2 separate regions of the Ovis aries genome follow, and region 1 is linked to region 2. Evidence: chromatin contacts called from public Hi-C data. All regions are on one chromosome and are shown on one strand. Each heading gives the region's core, a stretch centred on a gene start, on an enhancer-like site or on the middle of the called end of the contact. The rest is flanking DNA. Distances are from core to core; before and after follow the strand shown. Region 1 overlaps TAF4 (TATA-box binding protein associated factor 4). Region 2 holds the start of SS18L1 (SS18L1 subunit of BAF chromatin remodeling complex).

What was found. Hi-C and Micro-C count contacts between places; a contact is called where the count stands out from the background.
Region 1: a Hi-C map of liver shows a contact between it and region 2, with 4 times the contacts expected there. The contact joins the enhancer-like site here to the promoter of SS18L1 in region 2. A contact is called at or near these places in 14 of 16 Hi-C or Micro-C datasets (blood, hypothalamus, liver and 6 more).

The regions. Positions count from the first base shown.
Region 1 is chr13:54,819,409-54,824,858 of ARS-UI_Ramb_v3.0, reverse strand. All of the region lies in intron 1 of TAF4 (TATA-box binding protein associated factor 4), which reads right to left. Among named protein-coding and RNA genes, the nearest start is that of TAF4, 31 kb to the right of the region's middle. Within about 2 kb of position 1,913, at least 4 of the 54 cell types and tissues checked have an H3K27ac peak or open chromatin away from gene starts, as enhancers often do. A contact at or near this core is called in liver, where this site is marked.
Region 2 is chr13:54,745,882-54,750,980 of ARS-UI_Ramb_v3.0, reverse strand. It overlaps SS18L1 (SS18L1 subunit of BAF chromatin remodeling complex), which reads left to right and starts at 3,128. Exons shown (of 12, transcript XM_060396943.1): 1 at 3,128-3,286. It overlaps PSMA7 (proteasome 20S subunit alpha 7), which reads right to left and starts at 2,788. Exons shown (of 7, transcript XM_027976982.2): 1 at 2,626-2,788; 2 at 535-661. The coding sequence starts at 2,721. TRNAE-UUC (transfer RNA glutamic acid (anticodon UUC)) reads right to left here and starts at 1,161; the gene lies at 1,090-1,161.

The sequences.
Region 1 (5,450 bases), core at 664-3,163, 75 kb before region 2:
AAAAGCAACCGTCTCTGTTCACAACAGCAGCACCCTGTCTGGGACTCCCAGCACTCTGGCCCCAGGGAGGACCAGGAGGCCATCTGAGCCGTCATCCCTCTGCCGGCGCCAAGCCAGCTCTGGGAGCGGTCAGGGAAGGGCCCCTGCAGGCGCCACCCTCCCGCCCTACAGACACACAGCCCCCAGGTCCCCCGCACACACACCCTGGCAGCCTGGCTGCACCATGGACCCCACCAGGCCCCTCCCTGCACCCCTCACCCCCAACTCAGAGTGCTCTGGAACCAAAACCAGCCAGTGTGCACAAGCGACAAGCATGACACGGCGAGCTCACACAGCAGAAAGCCACTCAAACTTTCATGTTAGATGATGCTAACATCCTTCTTAGTGCAGAGACAAGCGTTCATGAGGGCAGACTTGAGAAACGCAGAGACGAACCCGGAAGACGGAACTCTCAGGAGCCCGCCCCCTCTGGCTACAAGACTTTGAGTTTCTTTCCACCCTCTGTTCTATGAGCACGTGTACAACATATGTGTTTTGATAACCGTAAAGAAAATTGGGGTAATTCTGTTGATATTCAGCTTGGTGTTTTCTTTTCAAAACCATAATTTTCAGTGGCTACGTATTTCATCCAAAATGTATTTATAATTTCTTTATTGATGAAGGCAGGCAATTTTATACTTTTTGTCATTGTCAGAGCTCAGGATTTTACAGAAAGACACGCAGCATAAACCCACAGCACCCGTGTTAAGGCCGTGCTGCGTGTACTCATACCTAAGACAGACACAACACCACCTGTTTGGGAGGCTGGGCACCCACGGGCACAGAACGCAGGGAGCTCTGTGGTGTGGGGTGGGGCTGGGGCACATCCTCGTCACAGCCCGAGCACAACAACAGTCCTTAGGACTAAACGAGCCCCACCCTCCTCCAAGAACCAGAGTTCAAGATCAACTCCAGCATTTGTACCCAAGGTTACAGTTTCCCTGATCCCTTTCATACCAACATTTTTCACTGTATTTTTTACCAAAATGTAGGTCAGCCAGAGCTACACGACAAATAGGCATTTTCCACTCCACCTGGGATCCTCCACCTGGAAGTCACCACTTCTGGGGAGACATTCTTAGCATGGCCTTCAGTGCTCAGCCCCGCCCTTTCCCCCAAGACACAGGCATGTCCTTCGGCTTCAGCTGGGGGGGGTCCCAGGCCTGGCGAACGGCCCAGCTGCACTGGCACAAGCAGGGAACAGCAGTTGGGCTGGAGGGGCCAGAGCCTTCCCTGCCCTCCCACCCACCCCCAACAAGCACTGCTAGCACCATCACTGGCCAGATGGCTCGGAGAGTCTGCAGAGACGGTGCGATGAACAGCAGACCCTCCATCACCAAGATGCAAAATAAAACTGCCCCTGAACCCTGACATGGACGCTGAAGAAGCCAGAATCGGACCAGAAGCAGAGGAATGCAGAGAGGCGTGACACAGCCAGAGAACGAGAGCGTCATGCAGGGAACCAGGGAGGGACTTCAGGTCTGGACCATCCAGACCCCAGGCCACAGCAGCAGCAGAGGAGCCCGGCCTCGTGGAGCATCTCTGAGACCCACGCCCAAGAGAACAGCCACCGGCCAGGGTGTGACGGGGACCTCCTGCCACACCACCCGCAGTCCTGCCGGGGCCCCTCTACCACGTGCCTGTGGGACGGGGTCCCCCAACTACTCTACCGGAAGCAAACTCAGCCAGACACCAGCACAGATACCAGTGACGCTGACTTAATTACAGCCTAAACATTCTTTCACTCTTAGGGCTGCCTGCCTTTTAAACCACCTAAAAGAAAGTGCCTAAACCCACAGAGCTCAGACTCCAGGAAGGCTGGTGGCCGGGTCAGACGTGTGGGAGGCGGGGCTCCTGTGTCCTGGCCTCACCTCAGCCTCACAGGACCTGAGCACTGAGGGCGGAGCAAGACTGCTGCAAACGTAAAGAAGCGTTTGCCTGCCTGCACTGTCAGTGCTTTCAAAGCGGAAGGTGAGGAAACCTTTGATCAAAACAAACAACAACAGGGCTTCTCTGGTGGCTCAGTGCCAAAGAATCCACCTGCCAATGCAGGAGACACGGGTTCGATCCCTGGTCTGGAAGATTCCACATGCCTGGGAGCAACTACTCCCACGCAGCACAGCTACTGAGCTTGTGCTACAGAGCCGGGGAACCGCAGCTCCCGAAGCCCCCAGCCTCAGCGCCGCGCTCTGCCACGAGAGAAGCCCCGCCACGAGAAGCCTGCGCACCGAACTAGAGAGGAGCCCCTGCTCGCTGCAACCAGCGCGAAGCCCACGCGGCAATGAGTCGGCACAGCCACAAGTAAATGCGCAAATAAAACAATCTAAAAACAACAAGAAAAGCCCCGGGCAGGCAGACCCCACCCACTTCTTCCAGCTCCAAGTCAGGTTTCCCCCACACAAACATGGCTCAGGGTCATGGCAGAGCACGGCTGGAGATTCAGGACTCCACACCTGATTTTCACTTCACATCACACAGTGACTTTCAAAATTTTGATGAAACCAAGAATCGGCTCTAAGTAAGGTAAGGCATCACTGGGCCTCAGAGGCTGCGCCTCAGGACCTCACTCCCAGGTGGACATACATGTACTTACGGCTGATTCATGCTGTACAACAGAAAGCAAACGACACTGTAAAGCAACTACCCTGCAATTAAAAATAAGGAAAGAAAAGAAGCTGACTGCTGTGCACACACACGGCAGCAGAGCTGTCCCCACAGGACAGGCTGGAGAATAAGTACCAGGACGAGGTGGGCGGTGGGGGGTCAGGGCTGGAGGGGGTCTTTCCCACACCAAGCACGTCCACACAGCCTGAAATTCAGAAATGGACCTGCTTAGAGTACAATTTCTGAAAACAAAACTTTACCCCAAACTTGACTAAACAGTCAGTAACCACAACTGTCTTACCTACTTTAAAAATTGACCATAAAAATGTCCATCAAGCAATTCCCAAAAACACCACAAAGGGCCAAAGAGCAGATGCTTAACCTCGCAGGTTTCAGGCAAGGACCGTCCCCCAGACACAGCTCAGTGTCCTTTCTACCTTCAGCCCTGGCACGGGCAGGGGCGTGGGGCACGCACCAACACCGCGGTGCATGCCCCTGGACCCGGCCACTGCAGTGCGGGGTCCCTGTGCGGCGGCACCCGCCTTCAGGGCTCAGGCAGCCGCACCCCTGCTGCACGTGCCCACACGCAGCCCACCTGTGCGCCAGCAGGGACGCGTGCCTTGGACGTGCGATGGGACGGGATGTGAGAAGACGATGGCACCACAACACACGTGACCAGCTCTCGGAAAAGTCACGTGTGCGCACTCAGTTATGTACCTGAGAGACAAAAACCCGGTCTAGACACACCTCAGGGTATTGTCCTCCAGGGAAAGACCCAGGTTCACCGTTGTTTAGACTAGCACTGGGACCGCCCTGTCACTTCAGTGACACCCCATAAAGGAAGACAACCCCAAGAAGTGCCGGGGTGCCAGAGCCCCCCAGCCCAGAGGTCCTCTCAACCCTTGGGGCGGCCTCCACTTCCCTCCTCCCCAAGGCCCTCCTCCACGAGGTCCACCACCGAGGACGCCACCCGCGAGCCTCAGCAGCCAGCGCTGCCCCGCCCCGTCTCGGACGCTGCACTCGGCTCCTGTGTCCTGGGCCGGCTCTGTGGCTCCAAGTGCCTGTCACCTCGCTCCTTTCTGGGTGACAGAAGGAACACAATGCCACAGAAGGACACGGTGTGTGCCCCTAGGGGCACAGCACGACGGAGGGAAGGTCTCCCTCCAGCTTGACACAGGCCTCACCCGACACGGTGGCACGCATCCACGCAGCTGCCCAACGAGGTGCCTTGGCCCAGTGCCCTCACCCCCGCACGTCCACGCACAGCAAACGGGAAACCACCGTATGACCGGCGGGCCTCTCCACGCACCTGTGGAGGACGCCTCTGTGCAGTGTGCCGCTGGCCCGGATCCCCCTCTGCCTCTCTGCTGTCCACATCTCAGTCAGCCCAGAGCGGTTCTCAGCCCCTCAGGTTTTCAAGAGTCCTGCAACCCACAGGTCTCAGAGGCTTCCCCAAGCTCTTCTGGAGGCCCTGAACCTCCCTCTGCACCCTGGAGCTGGTGCCGAAAGCCTGCGCCCATCGGCTGCCAGGGCGGCCATGATGAGAGGTCAGTCAGCATCCCGAGGGCCTGGGGCCCCTGCCTGCAGCCTCCCCGAACTTCTGGAAGAAAGCCAGAACATGCTTCACTGCGACCCACGTCCCGAGTTCTGAACACTCCGTGCTAGCAGACAACTTGCATCCACGCGTGACTCAACGCAATCCCTCTTGCCTGCAGATCTCTGCTCCCTTCGCTTTGACTAGCAGCAGCCAGTCTGTGCCCCCAGCCCCCGCCACACAGCACCGAGAGACCCCAGGTGGGCACTTCTCCACTCAACCCAGTCCACCCTATCTTTCCTTTATCTTCCCTTTCCTCAAACTTTCCCTTAACTTTATCTTCTGTATTTATTATTCACTTTCTGTTCCTTCTTGGGGGTAAGAACGTGTGTAAGTAAGTAAAAGAACCAGCAGATGCTCCTCCCAGAACAGGGGAGGGGGTGCAGCCAGGAGGCAGGGACCTGAAGCACCCCCTTCTCTCCACAAAGCTGTGCATGTCGAGAGCCGCTCCAGAGACACGGCAGGAGAGGAACACACAGGACGCTCTGGAGGAACCTTCAGGCCCTTCTCAAGGTCAATAAGGGATGAGAACCCCTCTTCCAGACAGTGTGCTCAGCAGGCTCTGACTCTGAGGACGCGTCAGTACCAGCTTCTCCAGCCTGAACGCCACAGATGTGTCCATCTCCACCCTCTCACATGCTCAAGGGCTCAGTAAGTCAGCCTTCAGCCAAAGAGGCCAGAGCAGAGGGGCTGCTCTGATCTGAGAGCCGAAGGCGGGACGCGTGGCCCACTGCCCCGACCCCACCCCACCCTGGGCTCCAGCATCCAGACCGAGGGCCGGCGCAGGGCCTGGGTCTGTGGCAGCCAACTGAAGCCCAGGGTGGGTCTGCGTGCTGTAAGACATCTGGACAGTGCGAACCGGGCACGGTTTCCAGGGAACCAAGGTCAGGTGGCAGACAATGTGCACGGTCCAGGATTCACAGCAAACTTTAGCCACCTGCCCTCACTCATCAGAGGGCCCGAGAGGAAGAATCAAAACCAGAGACTGAACCACCTTCGTTCATTCACTGCGGCCAACACTCACGGAGGATCCAGTCATGCTGGACTGCGTGGGGCCCTGGAGAAAAACCAGAAACGCACACTGGACAGGGGCTTCCCACACAGGGGGTGAGGCAGGCACTAGCCACAACCCACCGCCTCCCATCTACACAACCATCTATCGATTAATGTGACTGATCCGTCGATGCCAGGGCCATGCTACAGGGGGAAGGTG
Region 2 (5,099 bases), core at 1,879-4,378:
CTGACAGGCAGCACCAAGGTTACTCTGAGCCCCACAGTGGAACCAGCAGCCTCTGTGAAATCCTCTGAGAAAGCTGCATGGGTAAGGAGCTATGGGTGCTAGGCTACACACACACTGTCTTTGACAAGTCAGTCTCTATGAGAACTGGGATCTTCCTGCTGAAGGAGGAAATGAGTGAAACCACATAAGTGCAAGAACACTGCACATCCTGAGAGCAGGGCGCTGTCCAGCTTGCCCCACTTCATAGGTACACGGTTAACTGTGGACAGCTGACCTTTCTCCTGACAGCAGCAATAAGGAGACAGCACACCCCCTCTTTTTGGAACCATTGATTCATTTAGCCCCTCTGCTTCAGCCTCCTGGGGAGGATCGTACCCCTGAAACTGAGGCCAGCCCTTTTCTTCAAGACCAAATCTTTCTCTTATACGATTTCGGTTTACCCAATCACATGCCCCCCATAGCCCTTTCACTAGGTTAACCTCCAGAGGGCCGTTCTTCCAAGAGACAGGGACACAGTGCTGGCCCCAGACTCACCAGCGAATGCCATGCAGACATTATCATCCAGAGCACAGATCTTCCGCACTGTCCTTTCATCCTGCAGTTTAGCCACTGACTTCTTCTCCACACCAAGAACAACAATGTCTTTTCCTCGAACACCGACCTTCAATAAATATCAACCGGGCACTTATGAAACTGACCAGAGGTTTTGCCACATGGTCCTGTGAACACCGCTGTGGGGGCACGCACACCCTGCAAACTGTGGGCCTTAATCCACTTTTGGGAGAGCTAGCCCAGGCATCACCATCTAGGCACCTAGCCTTGTGCCTTAAAATACTGATGTGTAGTTTCAGTTACAACACAACTGAGGAAAAACTGCTATATAATCCATATGTTTGTGAACATGTGTCATTTCAACCCAGTGAATCAGAGTCTCTGTAAAGCTTGAGCATGAATCCCTAACAGTGAAGTCAGGTATTCCAAAAGCAGTGTTGCTGTGATTATGAAACTGTACCGGAACCCTTCCCTCTCTCTCCTGTGCACTTGTTTTTTCTCTTTTTTCATTATACCACCAGGCTCAAGGGATCCTAGCTCCCCGACCAGGGACTGAACCTGGGTCACAGCAGTGAAAGTACGGAGTCCTAACCACTGGACCACCAAGGAACCCCCCTCCTGCACTTTTGAAATAATGTGCACAGCGGTGGAGAAGTGCCTGGTATGGTATCAGATGAACAACACATCAACTATTACTGGGAGACCCATGGCTCTCTGCTTACGGCTGACACTATAGCAGAAAAAAAGATGTTTTAAATACATGGGGGGGAAACCACATTGGCTGCCAGTTAACCCACTCAAAGCACAGCAGACACAAATGAGACAATCACTTGTAAAAGCAACTTCTCTCAGTTTGGACAGGGTACCTCAGCCTTGGCCCTACAGGCACCTGGGCCAGCTAATTCTTCAATGTGGGGGGCCAGGTCCGAGCCCTGTTGGATGTTTAGAAATTTCCATGTCCCATGCAAAGAAGCACCATGTGGCAGCGTTTCAGATTTCAAGGAGCTTTCTCATAAACTGTCTGCAAAGGCCAGGCCCAGAGGCAGCAGTCAGGGCAAGCAGAGGCAGCCATCTGGCTGGCCCACGGTGGAGGGGTGTCCGCTGACATTCCCCCAGTAGTCTTCAAGCTGAGCTGAGGTAGGTCAGAAAGTGGATTTGGGGGCCTTAATTTCGAGATTCACGAAATAAAAAAAACTTCAAAATTCACAACCGTCTCTGCCTACTCAGGCCTCTGAAACACTAAATGATTAGGAAAACAAAAAACACAAAAACCCATCATCCAGTTTGACTGATAAACTGACAGGTTATCCTAAAGACAACAGGTATTCACACCTGAAGCAGCGGCCTAAATGACAGACCGCTCAGGTGCGACGGGACCCGAGTCGGGGGCAGGGTCCAAAGTGGGAGGACTCAGCAGTCGGACCCAGGAGGGAGCCTGCCCGCCGCGCCGGCGGCCCGGGAACTGCAGCGCCGGTGCGACACCGGCGGCCCTTTGTTCTCGAGATCGCCCCGGGTCTGGAGGGCAACTACTTTCTGGGGGCGGGGGACGACAGGGAGGGGGGAGTCGGCTACCTGGGAGCTGTCCAGACTCTGTCCGCCCCAGCCACCTACTCCTTCAAGGAGCGCCTGGGAACTAGCAAGGGCCGGGCCCTGCCTCTCTAAGCCCCGCGCCCTCGCACCGCCCCAGGCCCCCCAGGCCGCGCAGGGGCTCCCGCCAAGATGGCGTCGGCGGCAGGCGCGCGCTCGGCTCTGGACACGGCGCGGGGAAGCGAAGCCCGCAGCCAGCAGAGCCCTTGTCTCGGCACCAGCAGCCCCGCTCGGCCATACGCGGAAGCCGGCTCCTGGAGAGCCGCCCGGCCTGCCCTCGCAACCGCCGCTTGCGGCGCTCCTTTCTCGCAGTGGCGCCCCAGTCCCAGCTTCCGTGTGCGCCCCAGGCCACCATGCCTCCCTGGGCCCCGAACCACTGCGCGCCCGTCAGCGTGGCCCCCGGGGAAGCGGGTCGGCGAGACGCGCCCGGGCCCCACCCAGCCGCCCGGGCCTCTGCCGCCCCCCGCGCCCCGCCTCCCCGCTCACCGCGGTCGAGCCCTTCTTCACGGCCTCCTGCGCGTACTCCACTTGGAAAAGGTGGCCGTCGGGCGAGAAAACGGTGATGGCGCGGTCGTAGCTCATGCCTGCGGAACGACGCGACCGGGCCCGGGAAAAGCGCACACTCACGGCCGCGCAGCCGGCGATTCACAACGTTGCTGCGCCGGCGCCGCGCGCGCCCGCCCGCCCCCGGCGCCCCCGATTACGCTAGCGGCGTAAGGCGGCGTTCTGGGGCGTCAGGCGGTGCTGGGCTGACGTGCGCGCGCAACGGGGCGGGGCCCGGCCGAACCACAGGCGGCCGGGCGCGGGGGGTGGCGCGGCTGCCGCGGGCTGGGCGCGGGACACGGAGCGGTCTCCCGGGGGCGCGGTGCGGGGCTCTGCCTCAACCTGAGGCGGCGCACGAGACAGGGGCGCGGAGGGCTTCAGGGCGAAGCGGCAGCGGCGGGGCGGACGAGCCCACAATGCAGCTTCCCCCGCGCCCCCCGCCCCCCAGCGACTGCGGAGAATGAGCGCCTCCGGCTGCCGATAGCAGCCGGAGAATAAACCCCGATGATCTAGGGCTGATCCCGCGCCCGCTACCATGTCGGTGGCTTTCGCATCCGCCCGGCCGAGAGGCAAAGGCGAGGTCACGCAGCAAACCATCCAGAAGGTGGGCTGGGGGCCCCGGGCTGGGCCCGGGAGCCGCTGGGTGCGGGCGGGCGCCCGGCCGGGTCGAGGGTAGCCGGCGGACGCGGGGAGCGAACAAAGCCGGGGCGCAGGCGACCGCAGCGACCCCGCCGGGGCCCCGCGCGCGCTTAGCCGCCGACGTGCGCCAGCTTGGGCGGGGGCGAGCGTGGGCCGTCAGCAGGGCGCGGGGCCGCCCGCGGGGTGGTGTCGGCGGATCCAAGCCGGGAATGACCCTGGGCCACGCCGGGCACGGTGGGGACCCGCCGCTTTCGGGACCAGGGGCCCCGGGCAGGGGCGCAGGGTGGCGGAACAGACTGCCCAAGGGGTGGTGTCCGAAAGATGCTGCTCGCGGGATGGTATCCTCGGATCCAACCCGGAATCGACTGCGGGCCGCACGGGCACAGTGGTGACTCACCATCTTTGGGGCCACAGTCCATGGGCAGGGGTGCAGGGCGGTGGGACCAGGCGCCCACCGAGTGGTGTCCGCCGGCCACCCCGCGCGCACAGGGGATCCGCTTCGCTGGCGAAAGCGGTGGCGCTGCGTGGTGGGCGGCCCTGGCCCCTACGCGCACCTTGACTGGTTGAGGGGCGCACGGGGCGACAGGAATAGGTCCCAGCAGCCGGCCCCTACCGCCCCCTTAAGTGCTGGCACTCGGAGGCACAAAGGGGCGCATCCAGAGGGTGGGACGCAGTTCAGCAGCCCCGCAGCCCTTCTAGGAGCGCGCTACACCCCGGGGCCGACCTGCCGGCCAGATCTTGCTGCCCTTATTCGCGTGTCAAATTGTCTTTCAGTGTGACAGCTAGCTAGCCTCTCACCTAACAGAAACTTTACACATTCGCTTTACAGCCTTGCCCACGTTCTTTAAGTTCGGCCTTGTGGTTTTCTAGAGATAACCTCCCCGTTGGTTTGGGGGCACCTTTAACAAAGCCTTAAGTTATGAAAATAAAGATTTCAGTTTTCCTACTGTTTTTCCTTAGAAGATAAGCTCAGAAGAAAGAGAGTGTTAGTCATTGCCGCTTGAATTTTTTTGGTGTTTTTGACAGCTATGTTACTTTCTTTTCTAACCTGCGGTCCTCTGCAGTATGCCTTGCTTTCTGTGAGCCTGTTTTTCCCCTGAAGGGATTCACTTCAATGGCCGCGGCCCTTCTTCCTTGATGACCTGCGGGAACCTGGTGGACTTCTCAGCCTCTTGACTGTTTGAGACGACTTTTGCCGTGACTGGTTTTGACAAACGAGGAGCCTCATAAATGCTAAATGGGGAAGAGAGGACTTAAGAAGCAGGAGAAATACAGGTTTAAAAGTAGAGCATTCTTATTTGTTTGGTTAACCCTTATGGGGTGCTCACTGGCCTTATTCTAAGGGCTTTGCAGGTCTCAACTCGTTTAATGTCTCGAGTTACTATCGTCCCCATTTTACAGATCAGGAGACAGGTATAGGGAGGCTGCGTGCCTGCTGGTACACGATAGAGCTAGGAGTCACACCTGGACAGCAGCTCCAGGGTCTTCCCTGACAGTGACACTCTGTGTCAGACTCTTGGTTGGGCAGAGAGTCAAGCATGTGACCCAGATGCAGATGTTGGCAGCCCAAGGGGCTCTGAGGACCCTGGGTTTTGGAGTTAAGTGTGACGAGTGCAGTCACTGTTCCTGAAGCTGCCTTGGCGTCAGCGTTTATCCAGTTCTTTGCACTTTGCAAGTCTCTAGGCAGAAGTGTGTGAGCACTGCTCCCAAACATCAGATCAGAAAGACTGCATCGCAGGGTAGGTCTGCATGCTGACCGTTGGGGATGAGTCTTCGGC